Linked DNA regions of Mus musculus: region 1 is linked to region 2. The links are chromatin contacts, called in public promoter capture Hi-C maps. All regions are on one chromosome and are shown on one strand. Each heading gives the region's core, a stretch centred on a gene start, on an enhancer-like site or on the middle of the called end of the contact. The rest is flanking DNA. Distances are from core to core; before and after follow the strand shown. Region 1 overlaps Macf1 (microtubule-actin crosslinking factor 1). Region 2 overlaps Macf1 (microtubule-actin crosslinking factor 1).

Evidence for each region. Capture Hi-C pulls out chosen DNA fragments and counts their contacts.
Region 1: a promoter capture Hi-C map of adipose tissue shows a contact between it and region 2. The contact joins two enhancer-like sites. A contact is called at or near these places in 1 of 484 Hi-C or Micro-C datasets (muscle stem cells), 2 of 115 datasets of contacts at active chromatin or transcription factors (bone marrow-derived macrophages and extraembryonic endoderm stem cells) and 2 of 9 other capture datasets (adipose tissue and liver).

Annotation. Positions count from the first base shown.
Region 1 is chr4:123,571,356-123,574,632 of GRCm38.p6, reverse strand. The region is part of intron 1 of Macf1 (microtubule-actin crosslinking factor 1); the gene reads left to right. Among named protein-coding and RNA genes, the nearest start is that of Gm31156, 21 kb to the right of the region's middle. Within about 2 kb of position 1,807, at least 348 of the 459 cell types and tissues checked have an H3K27ac peak or open chromatin away from gene starts, as enhancers often do. A contact at or near this core is called in adipose tissue, where this site is marked.
Region 2 is chr4:123,437,183-123,440,627 of GRCm38.p6, reverse strand. It overlaps Macf1 (microtubule-actin crosslinking factor 1), which reads left to right. Exons shown (of 98, transcript NM_001199136.1): 53 at 1-78; 54 at 1,058-1,187; 55 at 1,962-2,161. Among named protein-coding and RNA genes, the nearest start is that of D830031N03Rik, 27 kb to the right of the region's middle. Within about 2 kb of position 1,992, at least 6 of the 459 cell types and tissues checked have an H3K27ac peak or open chromatin away from gene starts, as enhancers often do. A contact at or near this core is called in adipose tissue, where this site is marked.

The DNA of each region.
Region 1 (3,277 bases), core at 558-3,057, 130 kb before region 2:
AGCTCTTATTGTATTTGTTTTTCCATCAAAGCCCATTAAATATCATTTTGGGCAATAGATTAAAGTCTTTCCATTTTATTAGGGAAATAGTAGGGCAACAGATGTGTAAAGCAGCCCTCTTCTCCCCCTTTCAGTAAATGGGATCTCATTCTGTAGTCCAGGCTAACAGCAAACTCCTGAGTCTCCTGCCTTAGTGTTATGTACCCTGAGATTGCAGGTGTGTACCATTACACTTGACTAATTTGCATTTTTAAATATTCATGAAACTTGGTGTAGTAGTGGAAGTGCGTCCATGACTGTAACCTTTCCTGAGTGGAGGGTGGCAAGTGTTGCAGAGGACAGTGGTGGACTACTCTCAGCTGTTGGGAGCAAGTGTGTCCACACTGCACTTCATAAAATAACTTTTTGAGAGAGGTAGTGGTGGCTCATTTAATTTAGATTTAGATTGTGTAAACTCCTTGCTAGCTTTTTTTTTTCCTTGCTAGCTTTTAAACGTATTTTATTAGGTTTGTGTGTGTCACACAGCTCACACTTTCTGATGTGCAGTTTACTGTATTTCGACAGATGAGAGAAAATTATAATACGTAGAACACTTCCAGAACCCCACAGCTTTCTTGAGCCAGCTCTTGTAGTGCGCCCCATCTCTTTTGCTTTTATCTATTGTTTTCCTATTGTATGTAGCCTTTTGTGTTTGATTTCTCTCACATGTAGACATACAATACTTGAATGTATTCCTAACTTTCTTTTTATTGCAGAGAAGTGGTTCTGTGTATGGACACACTACACTTTGATTAAAAGTTCACCACTTAATAAATTTGAGTTATTATCTTGTATAGTGTTGGTAATTTAACATTCATATACAGATCTCTGTGTGGGCCTTTCTTTTCATTTTGTGTGATTGTTCTCAGCAAGTTTGCTTGTATTTGAATGGTTAACTTCATAAGCATTTGACTAACTCTTTTCTGAAGTAGTTCTTGTAGTTTATCCCTCCCCAGTCCTTGCCAGAACTTGGAATAATTGCATTTTTTCATTTGAGCCAATCTGGCTTTCTTTCAGTAGTGGTAAGGATTCAGTAGCTGTTACAGTACCCACATCAGGTCTATAAGCAGGCCCTGGTTTTGTGGAAGATTTGGTTTTCTGCTCTCTTTTAGTTCTTGATGTCCATCCCATACCCCCTGACCCTGCTGATGGAAAGTTTTATTTAGTTTTTTGTTTTTTTTTTTCTCCGTAACCCCTAAAAAGTGCCAGGCTGTACTTGTGGAGCCGCTTGCTCCCCTGATACCCAGTGCTCCCTCCGCTCTGTGAGATGGGGTCTGTGGACTCTTCTCTAGTTTGGGCTGTGGAAGGTTGCGCTCTGGCTGTGCCAAGGCTCTTGTATACTTTGCCTCCTCCCTGCTAGAGTTTCTCCAGTGCTTCTGTGACTCTTTTCTTCTGGCTACATCCTGAAGTCTGGCATTCCAATCAGTCAGAGAATGGAAAGTTCAGAGTGTGACGTCCTCTGGTCCTCTGACACCCTCCCCTCTTGTAGAAAGGTCTGAGGTTTGTTTAAGCTGACCAGAGGATGCCAAAGATAGAGGTTTGAGTCAGCTCTACACTGACTTTGGCCTCCTTCTCACTCTTCTTCCTCCTTCCCTTCCCCCTCCCCCGCCAACCAGTTGCTTTCTGGGCTTTGTCTGAGACACACTGTAGTTTTAGTCCCAGTAGTTTGCTGCAAAAAGCGCAGAGTCGAGATGGAAGAAGCTGCCAGGAAGTTTCTGACCACATTAAGCCTGGGCATCTGCCTCTGCCGCTGAGCTGATAGTAAGGGGCAGCATAAGCTCAGGAGAAAGGCATCCCGAGGCAGCCCTGGGCTCCGCCTGTGTGCCCGTGTGAGGCTCACTAAAGGAGGAGAAAGAGCAGGCCTGGAAATGCCTCTTTTAGATTCATCTTATTTGCCGCCAACCCTCTTTATTTTGACTCACATTCTTGGAATTGCTGGTATTCTGTACTGGAAGAGCTGTGCCAGAGACAGAGCAGGTAACTAAGTGGTGCCTCCCTTCTTGAATCTTCTGTGGGGCTCTTAGGGTGGGGTAAAGCGGGGAGATCTTCCCACTTGATTGCTTGCTTTAAAGGGCCAGTGCACCCTTCAGCTGTTGTGCTGTCAGGGGATGGAGGGGAAAGACACAGGGAGAGGGGAGGGAGAGGGAGAGAGGGAGAAAAGGAGAGGGGGAGAGGGGGAGAGAGGGAGAGGGAGAGGGAGAGGGAGAGGGAGAGGGAGAGGGAGAGGGAGAGGGAGAGGGAGAGGGAGAGAGAGAGAGAGAGAGAGAGAGAGAGAGAGAGAGAGAGAGAGAGGGAGGGAGAGAGAGAGAGGGGGGGGGGGAGGGAGGGAGGGAGGGAGGGAGGGAGGGAGGGAGAGCGCGAGCCCCGAGCTCAAGCCAGTCAGTCAGACTCCTTCCTGTTCTTGTGACACTGGCTGAGGGCCTGGGTAGATGAGATGATGACTGGTTTCGCTGTTGAAGGGAAGTGCCCATTGCTCTAGTGTCCTGCCTCGGAGGATTAAGGCCTTCCTTCCTTTGCTTTCTCAATCACCGAATGGAGTTTTGGAATCCGTTGCCTTCTGAAGTGTGGGATGGGTGTAGGCAAAAGAGGAGGGTGGTTACAAGGGAAGGGCTGTGTGGCCTCCTTTCTGGGGTACATTCTGTGTTGCTCTTTGATGCAATTGTTACTGCTCCTTCCTGGGGCTATACCTAAGCCACAAGTGTTAGGAAGCTGGTGGTTGTTTTGTCCCCAGGAAATCAGACTCTGATCATTGTGGCACTGGAGCTTTGGAGATCCCTCTGTTCCTTATGCTGTCCTCCATGCTTTCTGACTGCCAACTGTCAGGACCAGCCCCAAGTACACCTGGCTCTAAGTGGCTGTGTGTGAGGACTATAGGTATACTTGTCCTGGAGGACACCCTTGGATTTCAGGCTTTTAATATTGTCACTGATAACCTTCTTCTACTTAGGTACTTGTTACTGGTCTCTTTAAGCTAAGACAGGGCTTGATGACCTATTACTTATATTTCTATGAAAAGTTCACCAATGCTTGACAGAATTAGAATTAGACCCTGTTGATTCCCCAGTGTCCTTTTCTGGTTAAGTCCCAGAAAAGCTGTTGGCTAAGTATTCAGGTTCACTGTGTGGCTCTATCAGCAGAAACAGAGGCAGACATTTACAATTATGTATGTGTGCTTGTATGGTGCTATGTTTAAGGGGCAGCCCAAAGTGACATGCTTGTATTTGAGCTTGTATTAGAA
Region 2 (3,445 bases), core at 743-3,242:
GAAGTCCTGAAAGCCATGGATGCCACTTTGTCTCCAACCAAGACAGAAACAGTAAAAGCCCAAGCAGAATCTAACAAGGTACTGTGTTTCCATTGTGAGCTGCACCTGAACAGGAGGGGAGGAGGTCCCTGCAGGGGCTCCTGCCCCAGTCTGGGGTCTAAGCCTGAATGGAGTCTATTCTCGACTGGAATTGGTGGTATGTTTGCCCTCCAAAATTTTAACATACCTCATTCCAGTCTCCGTGACAATTCTTGTTACTTATAAAATAAGAAATGGTTATGATTCAGATTTGGGGGAGGGGGCATGTTTTCAAAAAGAGGCTAGCTCCCTCCTTTCCCACATTATTAGCTCATTGAGAATTGAGTCTTATTTTCCACGTGATACAACTAGATAGCTAAGCTTTTCTTGTCCAGGCATTTTTGCAACTCTTAGGGGAACCTAAAAATTGTGGATAGGTATTTATTCTTGAGTTGGAAATGTATGGTGCAGGAGAGAAGCCTTAACAGTTAAGAGCACTTGATGTTCATGCAGAAGACCAAGGTTCAGTTACCCATGCCATCTAGAATACTGGCTCCATGGGATCCAACGCCCTCAGAAGGCTTCCTCCAGCACCAGGCACTCATGTGGTGCACACAAAAACAGCAGACACTCATAAAAATTTTAGTGTTAAAAGTTAAATGTAGACTAGATAAATTGTCAGAAAATATAAGAACATAGAAATTTTCTTCTCTGAAATTTTCATCAAATTTTTTAATGTCCCAGTTGATCATGGCATGTCAGCTCTCCAACTTCCAAAATGCTGCCATCATCTTATCTTGGCTCTTCTGATTAGTAAGAGGTGATGGTCTCTACTCAGTTGGGATTCACTGATGTGCTGTACTCAAAAGAGCTCAGATCCCACCATTTTCATTTTAAAGTCAATTCTAAAGCAAAGAACTTAAATGCATTAAGTTTGTGGAACAAGCCGTGGAGCATCTGAGATCTCCTGCTCAGTCAGTCTCACAAACTTCTACCACATACAGCTGTGACATGGCATGCATGTTGTACTTTCCCCTAGGCTTTTCTGGCTGAATTGGAACAGAATTCCCCTAAAATTCAGAAAGTAAAGGAAGCCCTGGCTGGATTACTGAAGACCTATCCCAACTCACAAGAAGCAGAAAACTGGAAGAAAATGCAAGAGGACCTCAGTAAGTCATCACAGAGATGTTTTATTCTTAAAAGATCCAGTTTCAGGGCCAGAAAGATGGCTCAGCAGTTAAGATCACTGGCTGCTATCCAAGAGAACCTGAGTTCTAATTCCCAGCACCCACATGGTGGCTCACAACTGTCTGTATCTACAGTTCTAGGGTATAAGACACACATGCAGGCAAAACAGCAATGCACATACAATTAAAATACATAAATTAGGTTTTTTTAAAAAATCTTATCTCCAAAGCAAATTGGAAATGTTAGTACACCCTAAAAAGCTGGAATTATTTTCAATTAACTTTTTTAAGGAAGCAAAAGGCCTGTCTGTCTAGGACCAGATAATGACCTGAACAGGGGAGATTTTAGAAATTCAAGTCAAGAGCAATCTGGCTTTCTAGGACAAGTCAAACTGATAGTCTACTCTGATCAGAAGCTAACGGAGTATTGGGGATAAAAATGAAAGTGGGAAGTAATGACCCATTCCTTGAATCCCAGCACTCAGGAGGGAGTAGTGGGTGGATCTCTGTGAGTGCAAGGCAAAAGGGGTGTGGGGGAGGAGGGGAGCTTCCACAGTTTCATCACCTGCAGCTTCTTGTCACTACCAGTCTAATGAACATATAGAACTATTTGTATTACTTTAGTTTTTAAATGTTTTTAAGTTATTTTTAATTTTTAAAAATGTTAAATAATGGCTCATGTGTCGTTTCCTGTAGAATATAAGGAGTACAGCTTAGGGACCAAGCCAAATGCATTCTCTCATTTCCTCTCAACAGATTCCCGATGGGAAAAGGCCACCGAGGTTACTGTGGCTCGCCAAAAGCAGCTAGAGGAATCTGCAAGCCACCTGGCCTGCTTCCAGGCTGCAGAGTCCCAACTCCGCCCCTGGCTGATGGAGAAGGAGCTGATGATGGGAGTTCTTGGTCCCTTGTCTATTGACCCCAACATGTTGAATGCCCAGAAGCAGCAGGTCCAGGTGAGCAAAGTTGATTAATGCCTGAGCAAAGTAATCTGGGTTTCAATGCTACTCTCAGCATGTAGATTTGATTATTTCACTTTTCTCAGTTTAATAAGATTGTATTTGTGAGATTTTATCAAGATGTTCATCAAGTAATAAACAGAACAGAACTCTTAATAATATCATTAACAGGCAGTAAGCTCAATGAATTTAAAAATGGGGGACGTTTCCTGAGTAAATTAAATTCATACCTTACTTTTAATTCTCAGTAGTACGTGTGCACATTACTTAATATATTTGTATCTGTCTGCAGCTGATTAAGCAGAGAAGTCATTTCCTGTGCAAGCTTGCCTAGAGCCTTTGCTCTGCTCTGCCCCTTTCTCTATACCTGTTACTTGCTCCCTTCTGCCTTGTTCTCCAAGATCAGGTCTAAGAACAGTATTTGAAGGAGCTTTTTCTTTCAGCCTTACATGTGTCCTAATCTACCTACAAATACTGCTCTAATCCATTGTTTGTCCATGTTTGTTTGTTTAATTTTGTCTTATGTGTAAGGATGTTTTGGTACGTTCCTGTCTGTCCATATGTGTGCCTAGTGTCTGTGGAGTCCCTAAGAGGACATCAGATTCCCTGAAACTGTAGTTACAGGTTGTAAGCCACCATGTGGCTTCTGGGAAATGAACTCAGGACCTCTGGCAAAACAATCAGTGCTCTTAACCATTGAACCATCTCTCTAGACCCTTGGTTGTTTTGTTTGTTTGGTTGGTTGGTTTTTGTTTTTCTCTTAAAAATTACTGAGAATCTTAACCACTTCGGGCCCCCAAATTATTGAGAATCTTACAGAGCTGTCTTGTATTTATTTATTGATATTTACTGATATTCTATCAAGTCAGTAATTTTAATATATATTCATTATTTAATTTTTAAATAATGCTAAAACCACCACTTTAAGTACCAGATTCAATCTGTAATCATTGGGTAGATTCTGTAAAACCACAGCAGACGTCCATTAGGGAATAAGAACTTGTTTTGGGGGTGGAGAGATGGCTCAGTGGTTAAAAGCACTGACTGCTCTTTCAGAGGTCCTGAGTTCAATTCCCAGCAACCACATGGTGGCTCACAACCATCTGTAATGAGATCTGATGTGTCTGAAGAGAGCAATGGTGTACTTATATACAATAAATAAATAAATAAATAAATAAATAAATAAATAAGTAAATAAATCATTTTAAATTAAAGACATTAAAAAAAAAGAACTTATTTTGTTGAGACAGGGTCTCACTCTGTAGCATAGGTTGACCTTGA